Regions from separate parts of the Mus musculus genome. Here region 1 is linked to region 2. A link is a contact called in public promoter capture Hi-C data. All regions are on one chromosome and are shown on one strand. The core of a region is the stretch at or near the end of the contact, and the rest is flanking DNA. Distances in the headings are between cores, read along the strand shown.

Region 1 (5,813 bases), core at 1,592-4,091, 51 kb before region 2:
AAGAAGCAGCTGAGCAAGCTATCAGGTCAGTGGAGGCGCACTCTTGAAGGAGACTCTGGAGCGCTGGTTTCTTTCTCTTTGTTTTCATTTCCTGACCATGAGGTGAGTGCTTTTGCTCTGCTAGGCACTTCCAAAATGACCTCCAGCCTTACCATGGGCCCAAAGCAATGGAGAGTCCAGTTATGGGCTAGAACCTTCAAACCATGAACCAAAAGGATTCTTTTCTCTGACAAAAGTTGATTATCTGAATCAGTGGTTCTCGACCTTCCTAATTCTGCAGCCTTTTAATACAGTTCCTCAGGTTGTACTGATCCTCCAACCACAAAATTATCTTCACTCTTAATTCATAATTTTGCTAGTTATATGTCATAATATAAATATTTTGTAGCTATAGGTTTGTCAATGGGGTCTCAACTCATAGGTTGAGAACCACTGATCTGAATTCTCTTGTTATTGTGATGAAAGCTAACACATAAGATCAAAAATACATACTAAAAATCATTTTGAAGAAAGCATTCTGGGCTGGAGAGATGGATCAGCGGTTAAGAGCAAAGACTGCTCTTCTGAAGGTCCTGAGTTCAAGTCCCAGCAACCACATGGTGGCTCACAACCATCTGTAATGAGATCTGATGCCCTCTTCTGGGGTGTTGTTTAGACAGCTACAGTGTACTTACATATAATAAATAAATTTAATTAAAAAAAAAACCTGTGCACAAAAGCTGGAGTGGTGGCATGTGCTTTTAATCCCAGCACTGCTGAGGCAGAGATGGGATGAGCCCTAGGGACTGCTGGCCAGCCAGCTGTACCTAATTCCTGAGCTTCGGGCCGAAGAGAAATCCTGTCTCAGAAAACAAGATGAGGGCACTCTGGAGGCTGAGACAGGCAGACCTGTCTGAGTTAAAGACTCCATGGTCTACACAGGGAGCTACAGGACAACTAGAGCTACATGGTAAGACCTTGTCTCACACCTAACACACACACACACACACACACACACACACACATACCCCAAAAAAAGAAAGAAAGAAAGAAAGAAAGAAAGAAAGAAAGAAAGAAAGAAAGAAAGAAAGAAAGAAAGGAAGCATTCATCTAATGACCTTAAAAAGCTAATACTGTGGCTATGGAGATGGCTCAACAAAGCATTGGCTTTGCAAGCCCATGGACTCGAGTTTGATTCCCAGAACTACATAAAAATGACGTTAGTTGTGGTCCATGCTTATAACTTCTGAGCTGGAAGGAAGAAACAGAAGGATCTCCTAGACTGTGCTCAGCCAGTCTAGCCTGATTCCTGAGCTCCAGATCAGTAAGAGGCCCCATCTCAAAGGAAATAAATGGAGCTCTTCAGAGTAACACCTAAGGCTGCCCTTCAGCCTCTGCATGCATGTGTGTACCTGGGCACATAGATTTAAAAAGAACCAAATTAAGACCACAGGCTTGAAATGTAGCCCAGAGGCACAGTCCTTAACCAGATGCTGTGACAAGCTTTTACCATGTGATTCTATTCCCTACCTTCTTTCTATGGCAAACCTTATGTGATGTTCTTACCCAAACGGCTTTTATTCACTTATCATCATTACTACTGCATGTGTGCATGATGTTTGTGTTGACCCACATACCACGGTTAAAATATGGTGATCAGAGGACAGCTCTGTGGAGTTTATTCTCCCTTCCATCTCTACATGCGTTTCAGGGATTGAACTGAGTTCACCTCATTTTCATGGCAAGCACCTTTTTCCAATAAGTCATCTCACTAGCCCTGTTTGCACTAATTCTTAAATTCTGCCTGGTCAGACTGGATGGAAGTTCCATACTGACTGCTTCAGGAACATCAAAGACTTTGGTGTGGGGGCTGGTGAGATGGCTCAGCTGGTAAGAGCACTGACTGCTCTTCTATAAGGTCCTGAGTTCAAATCCCAGCATAAAATAAGTCAACCTTGCCATAAAATAAATAAAGGACAATTGGTGGCTTTTGACCTGCTGCCTCCTCTGTGAAACAGAATGTTTAACTTCTGAGGATATTGACAGTATAACTGTCCCTAAAGACTGGTAGTGAGAGGGGTGGGACTGGGGTGGAGGTTGGACCTGGCTGGGCACCCAAGCAGGCGTTGGATATCAAGCACCGGACAGTGTGGCCCTCTGAAGACCAGCAGCATCCCCAGAGTGCATGAAGGATAAATGCGTGGCTTTTCCGTTTCACCTGCGTAGTTCTGCCCTTCCCCAGCGCGGCTGCCACCGGGTTAGAGTTGGGGTGAGGTCAAGGCTACTCCTGGCTGCCAACCTTCTCGAAGCAGGCGATGCCACGCCTGCAACTGCGGCAGTTCGTTTGAATTTTGGCGCCACTCCCACTCCACGTCGAGCTAAGCCGCCTGCCAGACTGGGAAGAGACCGGTGGCGGAGAGCCAGCGGGAGCGCGCGCAGCAACGGAGACACACGCGGCTGGCGGGCGGGCGGGCGGCGCGCACCAAGCCGGAACAGCCTGGAAGAAAAGACCCACAGCGTTTCCACGCCTTGTTTCAGGAACGGCCACGCCCCCACGTGTCTCGCGTCCAATCGGTGCCAGAGGGAGGGGCAGCCTTGCTCTCGCTCCACTGAAACTATAAAGGGACCTGCGGGGAAAGCTGTAGGTTACTCTTTTAGGCCGCCCAGTGACCAAGCAAAATGTGGGGTTGCAGAGTAAATACAGATGCTCTGGTTCTGCGGAGCAGCCCTCGGGACTTGAGCTTAGGGTATGGGTGTAAACTACCTGGGAGAAGTGCGCAGCAGCAAAAGAGATTTCGGGATTGGAGCTTAGGTCCCGTCCCTGGGAGATTGGAACTGGGCGGCCTGGCTGAAGGTCACTTGCTTTCTGGTTCCTTAGTCCCAGTTTGGGTGGGTTCTTACACAGCAGGGTTTGCAGAAAAATATGCAAGGCTTTTTATGCTGTTTGGAAGGTTCGGGTGACACCTAGGTGACATCCGATTATATGCACATGAATCCTTTCACAGGGACCATGGCTCATCATTCTTAACATCCTCGAAGCAGTTGCAAAAAGATAAAAAGGTAAGGGAGATACAGCTTAGTTTTCTAATTGAAGTATTAGAGCAATAGGAAGTGGTGTGTGATGCTTAAAATGTGTTTCTTTTCATTAGATGAAGGGGAGCCCAAAGCTTCCGACAGAATTCATAACAGAAAATAACTTGATTAAAGCCTGACTCTTTTAAAAGGTATGTATGAAATCTAGATTTACATTTTTGCCAGCATACATTTTTACTGTTGGTGCAAAGAGAATCAGCTTTCCGGAAATGTACTGTTAAATAGTCCTGGCCCAACACAGCAGCTTCTCCTACTCTGGCCTTTCTAAGTTGGAGTGGCTGCAGTGAATGTAGTGAATGTACAAATTGATTGTACAAACAGTTGTGAGACGTACCGGGTCTGAACAGTGATGGACTACATCCCGAAGATGATGACCTGAAGACAGATACAGCGTCTGAGAGAAGACCATTGTGTTTAAGTGAAGTTTAAGTCTTGTTTGTTACGCAGTTCTTTCTCATAGCATGTCATGGTACCTCTTTCTGCAATGAAACCTGACCAGTGAGATGCCAGCCTGCCTGTGAAGATCCTGCAGCAGAAGTGCATGTGAGTGGTGCTCTGTTTTGTTTTCTGCTGAGCTTACTGTCGTTGGTCTAGTCTATGATGATCCTATCCCGAACCTGAATTCCTGTTGAAAGACCATACTTACGGATCTGGCTTCTGAGATGGACCATTGCAAAGGACTATTGTGTTCTTCTTTAATGTTGGCAGTAATGTGATGCCTGTTTTTTGTTTGTTTGTTTGTTTGTTTTGTTTTTATATTTTAGGACCAGTGACACTAGACTTCTTGCAAATGAACACTAGATATGGTAACATCCAGAAAAGGCAGAGACAAGAAAATTCACAGTCTGAGTACTGGGGTGTTTGAGATGGGGTCTATCTACATGTCTCTAGCTGTCCCTATGTAGTGAACGGGACAGCATCTGGTATGACCTGCAGAGTTGATTCCTGTATGTTTTTTTGTGGGCTGTATGTAAATGGATTGTTTTTGACAATCCATTCGACCATGTTCTCTGCTGTGACAGTCATGGGGTCATGGGTGAGCTGGTGACAGACACACCTGTACAGACTGAGCAGAGTGAATGCAATCCTGACTATAAAGCAGCAGGTCACTATTTTTGTGATTGTAAAATTGGTTATGAGCCATTTCCATATTCATCTGACAGTGGTTGCTTGGGAGTGCTGCAATAAGCATTCAGTAGCAAATATTTCTTCAGGTTTTATTTTTAATGCTGAAAAAAATAAGTTTATTATAATTTATTTTATTTGACAATCTAGGAATTTTGGGCCCATCAGCAGTTCCAGTGCAATTTTGGATGCAATTGGGAATTCAGGAATTTCAATGGAGCTGTTAGCATAGGGGACCTTATAGGTCAAATTCATGCACACTTTCAATAGCACGTGTGAGGGGATCTCTCTAAAATTGACCTCGTTGGTTCCATTCTCCGCAAACTAACCTGGACTGCTCCACATGGCCTTTCTTGTTCCTGATGTTGATGCATGTTCTCCTTTTACAATAAATTCATGACCATTAGAAGACAATGATTTCACATACATAGCATCAGGGCCTTCACAGCCGCTGTAGGCTTTCTCCACTCCATCCATTATGTTCTTATAAAATCCTGTTTGATCCCAGAGGAACTTTAGTAGTTTCCTGTCCAGGCCTAGACTCGGCCTGCTTGTACCTTGCCTCCGAGGAAGTGCTTTTCAGGATTTTTGTGTCAGCAGACTGATTAACCAGAGTGTCCTGTTACATGTTCCACTTCCATGGTAATTGAGTTTTCAAAGTTGGTGAGCTACGTGCACTAATGCCAATCTCCTTATTAGGACGATTGTGCACATGATCAGGTTTCCCTGTGAAATTGTCACACAATGCCTTGATTACATTTGTCCAGCCCTCCCAAGTGCTAAAACTAAGTGGGCTGTCAGTGATAGCTTTCACTTCTAAGTTCTTACTGGTGCATACTTCCATTTTCCTTTGAGGTAACTGGCAAGGGTTGAACTTCCTTCGTTTTTTTGAGACAGTGTCTCAAAATTGACCTGGTACTCAACTATAGAGATGGCTGGCCTCAGTTTATAGATTAAGGAAAAGGCTGCCATGCCTAACCTTAGAATACTCTGCTACTAAATTGCCTGTCGTCAGTTTGTTACCAGCCTTTACAAAGTAGTGCCAGTGTTCCTGGTTGGGAATAAATTTTTGGTTTTTGTGGTTTGAAATTCTTACACTAGTCCAGAGTGCCCTTGTCCAAACTTTGTACTGAAAGTGTTTTAACACTTAGCCTTTTTCTTTTTTCTTAGTTCTGTTTTGTTTTTGTCCAAGAACTCTGTAGATCAGGCTGCCCTTGAACTCAGAGATTCCCCCACCTCCCAAATGCTGGGATTAAAAGCATGTGTCACCACAGCTCAGCCGTCTGCCTAGTTTATCACTAATTCAAGGTCTACAGTTTTCATAATTAGTGGGAAGAATCTACTTGGGTTTTTGTTTCCCCCTGTAATTAAGTTTTCCTGGTATCATTGATGAGATGGACTTAATTTCTTCACAGGAAACCTAGCTACCTTTGAAAAATGAGTTGGCTGTAACTATGTAGTTCTTTATGGGTTCTCTGTACCATGTTTGGGTGCAGTTGAAACACGTCTAGTTGGTAATCTCTAGCTTATGTTTACACTGACAGTCACGATCCCTTGGTTCCATGTGTTATTTACTTATTCTTATTTCTTTAGGATGTTAAAAAAGTTTTCATAGC
Region 2 (5,891 bases), core at 3,143-5,642:
TTAATGATTTAGAATTGTATTATTTTAACATATTGGGGAATGGGAAATGGTATCCAAGCATGACAAATACAATAAGAAGTATTCTGTAACTAGATGCGCACAGTTTGAAAGCCACGGGAGAGATAGCTGAAGTCATATAGGTTTGCACATACAGGTTTAGAGAACAAGTTTGGTGCAATCTGATTTCTTCATTTTACAACAGGGATAGACTCCTATTATTTTCATCCCTGCCTTATGAATTTTGTTTGACAGAATGCTAGCATTAAGTAAGACATGTATGTCCATTTCATACCTTTAAGGTTACACATGTACAGAATGTATTGATGACAACCAGAGGATACTCAGGACAAGGTGTTTGGAAAGTGTTTAAAACTTGGGCACCTTCATCTTTGGGAAAGCATTTGCAGATCACACTCAGATGCTGGGCTTCAACACAAAACATAAAACCACACAAACCTGAAGACATTCCATGGTAACCAGAAGTCAGTATTAGAAAATAAACAAACACTGATTTTTCTTAACTATACAAAGCAAGTATGTCCCTGGCACCTACATGTCATATCACCCTTGGCAAGTCTCTTTTTTTTTTTGGGGGGGGGGGGGGGATTTATTTCTTATTATATGATAAGTACACTGTAGCTGTCTTCAGTTGCACCAGAAGAGGGCGTCATTATGGATGGTTGTGAGCCACCATGTGGTTGCTGGGATTTGAACTCAGGACCTTTGAAAGAGCAGTCGATGCTCTTAACCACTGAGCCATCTCTCCAGCCCCTTGGCAAGTCTCTTAATTCCTTGGGAGCAATTTCTTCTTCTTTCTAATGAAGCTGAAGTACTTGTGTAAACCACCAAATCAACTGCCAAGACAGAGGAACAATCACCTGTTTCCACATGATAATTCTGTTAACAGTGTTCTTCTGAAAAAGCTCACACGAGGCGACAGAGATACTCAGCAGTTAACAGAACAGCTGTCCTTCCAGAGGACCAGGGTTCAGTTGCCAGAACCCACATAGCCGTTCACAACAGCCTATAGCTCTAGATCTACATGTTCTAATGCCCTGTTCTCTTCGGGCACCAGGCATGCACATGGTAAACAGACATACACGCAGACAATATGCTCACACACAAAATTAATTAATTAATTTTAATCAATTAATTAATTTAAAAAGGAGCTCACATGCTGGAAACAGTGAGGGAAGAGGAAGGGAAAAATAAATTTACTGACCACTGATTTAGTCAGGTGTAAGCTAGATCACAACTTTCAGATTCAATAAATACTTTCCAGGACCTGGCCTATCTTTTTCAACGTAGCTGGTGGAAGAAAGCCAGCCACAACCTCGTGAAGATCTAGCCCCTAACTACCACCCATGTGTTGACTGCATCTGAAGAAGGGTAGCTTTGCCCAAATTTTGTTCTAAGCAATGGGATCAGTAATTGCTTAGGCCATGCAAATCTAAGAATTTCACCTTCACTCTGCCTCTGCTCAAATGCACTAGCTGTGGAGGAAAGGCAATTCGTAATAGATCTTGCTCGCAGTGGAGCAGGTCCACATTAGCAAATCTTCACACAACTGTGAGTGTTTGCATGGCCATTACACAGCTAGAAATTACATTCATAGCTAGCCCTTGCTTAACTCCCTAAGCTGCACACTGACTCATATGGACTGATCCTAATAGCAGGTATTACATCCCAGAGAAATATACACAAAGAAACTCCCTCTAAGCCCATACCCGACACTGCCTGGAGTGCCAGGAACCAGAAGCCAGACAGCCCAGAGACCTAGGATAGAACCAAACGCGCTTGGCCAATAAATAAATAAAATGCTTCCTAATGATATTCTGCTCATAGTAAATGAGGTTTCCTTGGAAACTGATGCAGAGACCTATAGCCAAATATTAGGTGAAGTTGAGTGAAATCTGCAGAAGACAGAGAAGAAGGATTATAGGTACCAGAGGAGACAAGGACACTACAAGAAAACCTACAGAATCAACTAATCTGGATTCACAGGGGCTCACAGAGACTAATCCTACAATCAGGGAGCCTGCATGGGTCTGACCTGGGCACTGAGCACTTTTTTTTTTTTTTTTGGTTTTTTGGAGACAGGGTTTCTCTGTGTATCCCTGGCTGTCCTGGAACTCACTTTGTTGACCAGGCTGGCCTCGAACTCAGAAATCTAGCTGCCTCTGCCTCCCGACTGCTGGAATTAAAGGTGTGCGCCACCATGCCGGGCCACTCAGCACTTATTTTATGGATTTGTAGCTTGGTCTTCTTGTGGGACTCCTAACAGTGAGCTTGGGGGCTGGCTCTAACACTTTTGCCGGCTTTGGAAACCCTTTTCCTCTTACTGGGTTGCCTTGCCCAGCCTTAATAAGAGAGGTGCCTAGTCTTATTGCAACTTGATATGCCATGTTTGGTTGGTATCTCTAGGAGGCCAGTCCTCCTCTGAAGGGAAATGGAGGAGGAATGGAAGGGAGTGGGTAGGGTTGGGAGAAGAGGAGGGAGAGGAATCTACCACTGGGGTGTAATATATGAGAATAAATTAAAACTTAAGGAAAAAAAAAAAAAAACCTCCGTCTAACGGAACAATTATATCCTGTCTCTGCCCTCCCCCACAGCTCATTAGCCTATTGAGCCATGTGGCACACTGGTGCTTCCCAGCCTGTTTCTCTATTGCAGTATACTCAATACAGTGTTCTAGTCTAAAGGGCAAATGCATTCACTCATAGCCCAGCAGACCTTCCCTGTGCTGGCCACCAACATGGAGTGAGCACTAAGGTAAACCTGATAGTCCAGACTGGCTCCTGTCCTGTTCTGAAAGGTTAGCATATGATGATGTATCGGTAGGTAACTTGCAATAATGCAATCTCTACCATGAAAATGTAGGCAGACCCAGTTGATCCCAGTACGGGGATCGTCAAAGGAGCCTGTATCACAGGGGCCTGCCGTTCTATGGAGTTCAGTGAAGCAGTCAAAGGCTTGGACCAGGTGTAAATTCCCTACCAGGACCCAGGGCCTCCTGGTCTGTTATTAATGGTCTTCCTCCTCACTAGGGGGATGGGATTGCTACAGTTGCACACCCTCTTCAGAACATGAAACCTCCCCACTTTGTTCCCAGGAAAATGTTCCTATAACAATACTAGAATCTTCTGAGATAACCTCTTATCTCTGGTACTAGACATTTTCAGAAACTAAACAAAGCCTCAGACAGTGTTTCTCAACCTTCCTAATGCTGCAACTCTTTACTACAGTTCCTCATGCTGTGGTGACCCTCAGCCATAACATTATTTTTAATGATTATTAGATTATTAGTAATTTTGCTCAATGTTATGAATCCTAATGTAAACTTCTGATATGCAGGATATCTATGTGATAGTCAACCCCTGTGAAAGGGCCGTTTGACACTACCCACCCACCCCCAACCCTTTCAGGTTGAGAATCCACATGTGGAGAACCACTGTTCTAAGAGCTCAAACCTCAAGTGCCAAAAACATCACTTCATAAAGACAGGAAAACTGACGAATACAATTGCCAATACACATAAGGGTACAGTCACTACGGGAGAATTTCTCTAGGAATTTCAGGCCAATTCATTGGGATAAAAACCACCCTCTTTCTTACAGATGTGTGGGTCACAGACCTCCCCCTTCCGGCTCCAGCACCGTGGTATCAACTTACAATTTTCCCAGGCTCGCAGTTTGGGATTTCTGGGTCGTGTGAAAATTCCCAGTTTTGTAATCCGGTCTCAGATTAACGATCTTTCTCCACCCCAACTCTCCCAAAAAATGGATGCCAAGCAGGTAGCAAGATTCTTTACTGGAATGTGAGCTCACACAGGAGGCTTCCCGGCCCTGACAATCCACAGACATGAACCGCCCTCACCCCCAAGTCGCCATCTTGGGCTCTCACCTCCTTGGCAGAGCGTCCGTGTTGGCCCTTTTGGACTGATGGAATCACAGATCCAAATACTCCTAGCGCAGTCTTCGGATAAAGCAACCATTAAAGCCCTGTTCAGGCCGACTGTTCCGACTGGGAACGATGGGTCTCACAGTCACCTTCCCCTGAGCCGCTGCGGTCCGCCCTCGAACTGCGACTCAGTCCCTCCTCCAAGACCCACCTATGTTTCTGTTTCCACTGAAGTAGAAGGCACGGGTCCCGCTTCCCGAAGGTTCCGAGACCACTCTCCTCTTTTCGTCTTTCCCACCCGCCTTCAGAAACCCTGCAAGAAACGCACAGCCTGAGCAAAGGCGTCAGCACAGAGCCTGGATGCGACTTTCTATGCGGTAGCTGCCAAGAGAGCGCAGGACACAGAGATGCCTACCAGCCAAATGTCAGAGCTGTTTACCTGCTCCTGTGTGGGAGGGCCTTGTATGTTAGGGACTACATTACCCATGAGCCTCTGGGAAACTATGGTAAGTATAGAAGGACATTTTTCCACCGGGTCCACTATCGAATTACCAAGATTCAGATCAAGTACCTATCTGATAATCGCGATATGAAATTCCTTCACCTTTCTCTCATGTGAACCCCAAGTATCCCAAAGTAGTATAGAACCTGAGAAGGAAGCTTCAGTGTGTTCATCCTAGAATCAGACCAAATATCTCTGTGGGAGACGTGGAGCCTTAGAAAATCGGTGTGATATCTTTTGTAGGGTAGTCACCAGAGAAGACTACTAAACATGGGTTTAAGCCAATAAAAAGTCTTATTATCCAGACTGCAACTACCCTTGATGTTCAGGAGATCAGAGAAGCCCCACAAAATCCATGTCCCAGATTGATATATTTCAGTTCAGAACAATTAGCCAGACGCAGAACTTCAGAAGCCAGAAGGCAAGGTTAGTACATTTAGAGACTTTCCCGTAACTATGGACTTTGATGGATTAGGTTTTTGTTATAGTTTTGGCAGATGGCGCTGTCTACATGCTGAGTTTTACAGCCTGAATAGTATTTTTGTCCAGGAGTCAGCTATGCTAAGGTCTCAGAGCCTACTAAGGTCTGGGGCTCTCTTCTGGCTGTACAGAGCACTGCAGGAAGCTGAACGCTTCGTGTTTCTTAAATCCTATGAACCATTTACATCACTAGTGTATCGTCAAATTGAGCATTCTGGTACAGCACACAGTAATTTTCAAGTTCATTTTGAAATCGAACCAACATGTTGGACTTCCATTGTAATAGGAAGAAACCACAAACTATATGAATTGACAAGAGACAAAAGTTATGTTGTGTGTTGCCAATAATGCTTAGAAATAATTTGAATTTGAAATGAAAAAAATCACTTACTAAAATTGAAATGTGTTTTGTTTTGTTTTTTTGAGTCGGGATTTCTCTGTGTAGTCCTGGCTGTCCTGGAACTCACTCTGTAGACCAGGCTGGCCTCAAACTCAGAAATCCGCCTGCCTCTGCCTCTCGAGTGCTGGGATTAAAGGCGTGCGCCCCCACTGCCTGGCGAGATAATTTTTTTAAATCTTCAAAAATGAACAAATTCAAACTGAATGTGGTGGCGCATGCCTTTAATCCCAGCACTCCAGAGTCAGGAAAAAAAAAAAAGCGTTTGAGGCCAGCCTGGTCAACAGAATAGTGAATTCCAGGACAGCCAGAACGACACAGTAAAATCTGTCTCAAAAAAAAAAGGGGGGGGGGGGGGGAGACATACTCAGGAGTCAAACAAAATCTAAATAAATTTAAACAATCCCTGCCCAGAGTTGATACATTACACATTATTAAGATGAATTTTTCAACATAAACTAAATATCACTATAATCTCAATAAAGTTCCGTGAAAATGTTTCTATTTGTAGAGTGAAAGACATAAAGGCTTCAAACCTACAGGAATCTGCTTGTCTTCTACATTCCAAGTGCTGAGATTAAAGGTATGCACCACCAGGCCTGGCTCTGAATA

The links. Promoter capture Hi-C pulls out the DNA fragments that hold promoters and counts their contacts.
Region 1: a promoter capture Hi-C map of macrophages shows a contact between it and region 2, with 6 read pairs. The contact joins the promoter of 9430037G07Rik here to the promoter of Zfp949 in region 2. A contact is called at or near these places in 1 of 39 promoter capture datasets (macrophages) and 2 of 115 datasets of contacts at active chromatin or transcription factors (embryonic stem cells and microglia).

The regions. Positions count from the first base shown.
Region 1 is chr9:88,596,271-88,602,083 of GRCm38.p6, reverse strand. It overlaps 9430037G07Rik (RIKEN cDNA 9430037G07 gene), which reads left to right and starts at 2,841. Exons shown (of 5, transcript NR_040766.1): 1 at 2,841-2,868; 2 at 2,985-3,039; 3 at 3,129-3,203; 4 at 3,520-3,615; 5 at 3,837-5,813. Gm26567 (a long non-coding RNA gene) reads right to left here and starts at 2,444. Exons shown (of 5, transcript XR_870979.3): 1 at 2,198-2,444. It overlaps LOC115487271 (a small nucleolar RNA gene), which reads left to right and starts at 3,665; the gene lies at 3,665-3,736. It also overlaps the pseudogene Gm29603.
Region 2 is chr9:88,546,521-88,552,411 of GRCm38.p6, reverse strand. It overlaps Zfp949 (zinc finger protein 949), which reads right to left and starts at 4,392. Exons shown (of 6, transcript NM_001142943.1): 1 at 3,904-4,392.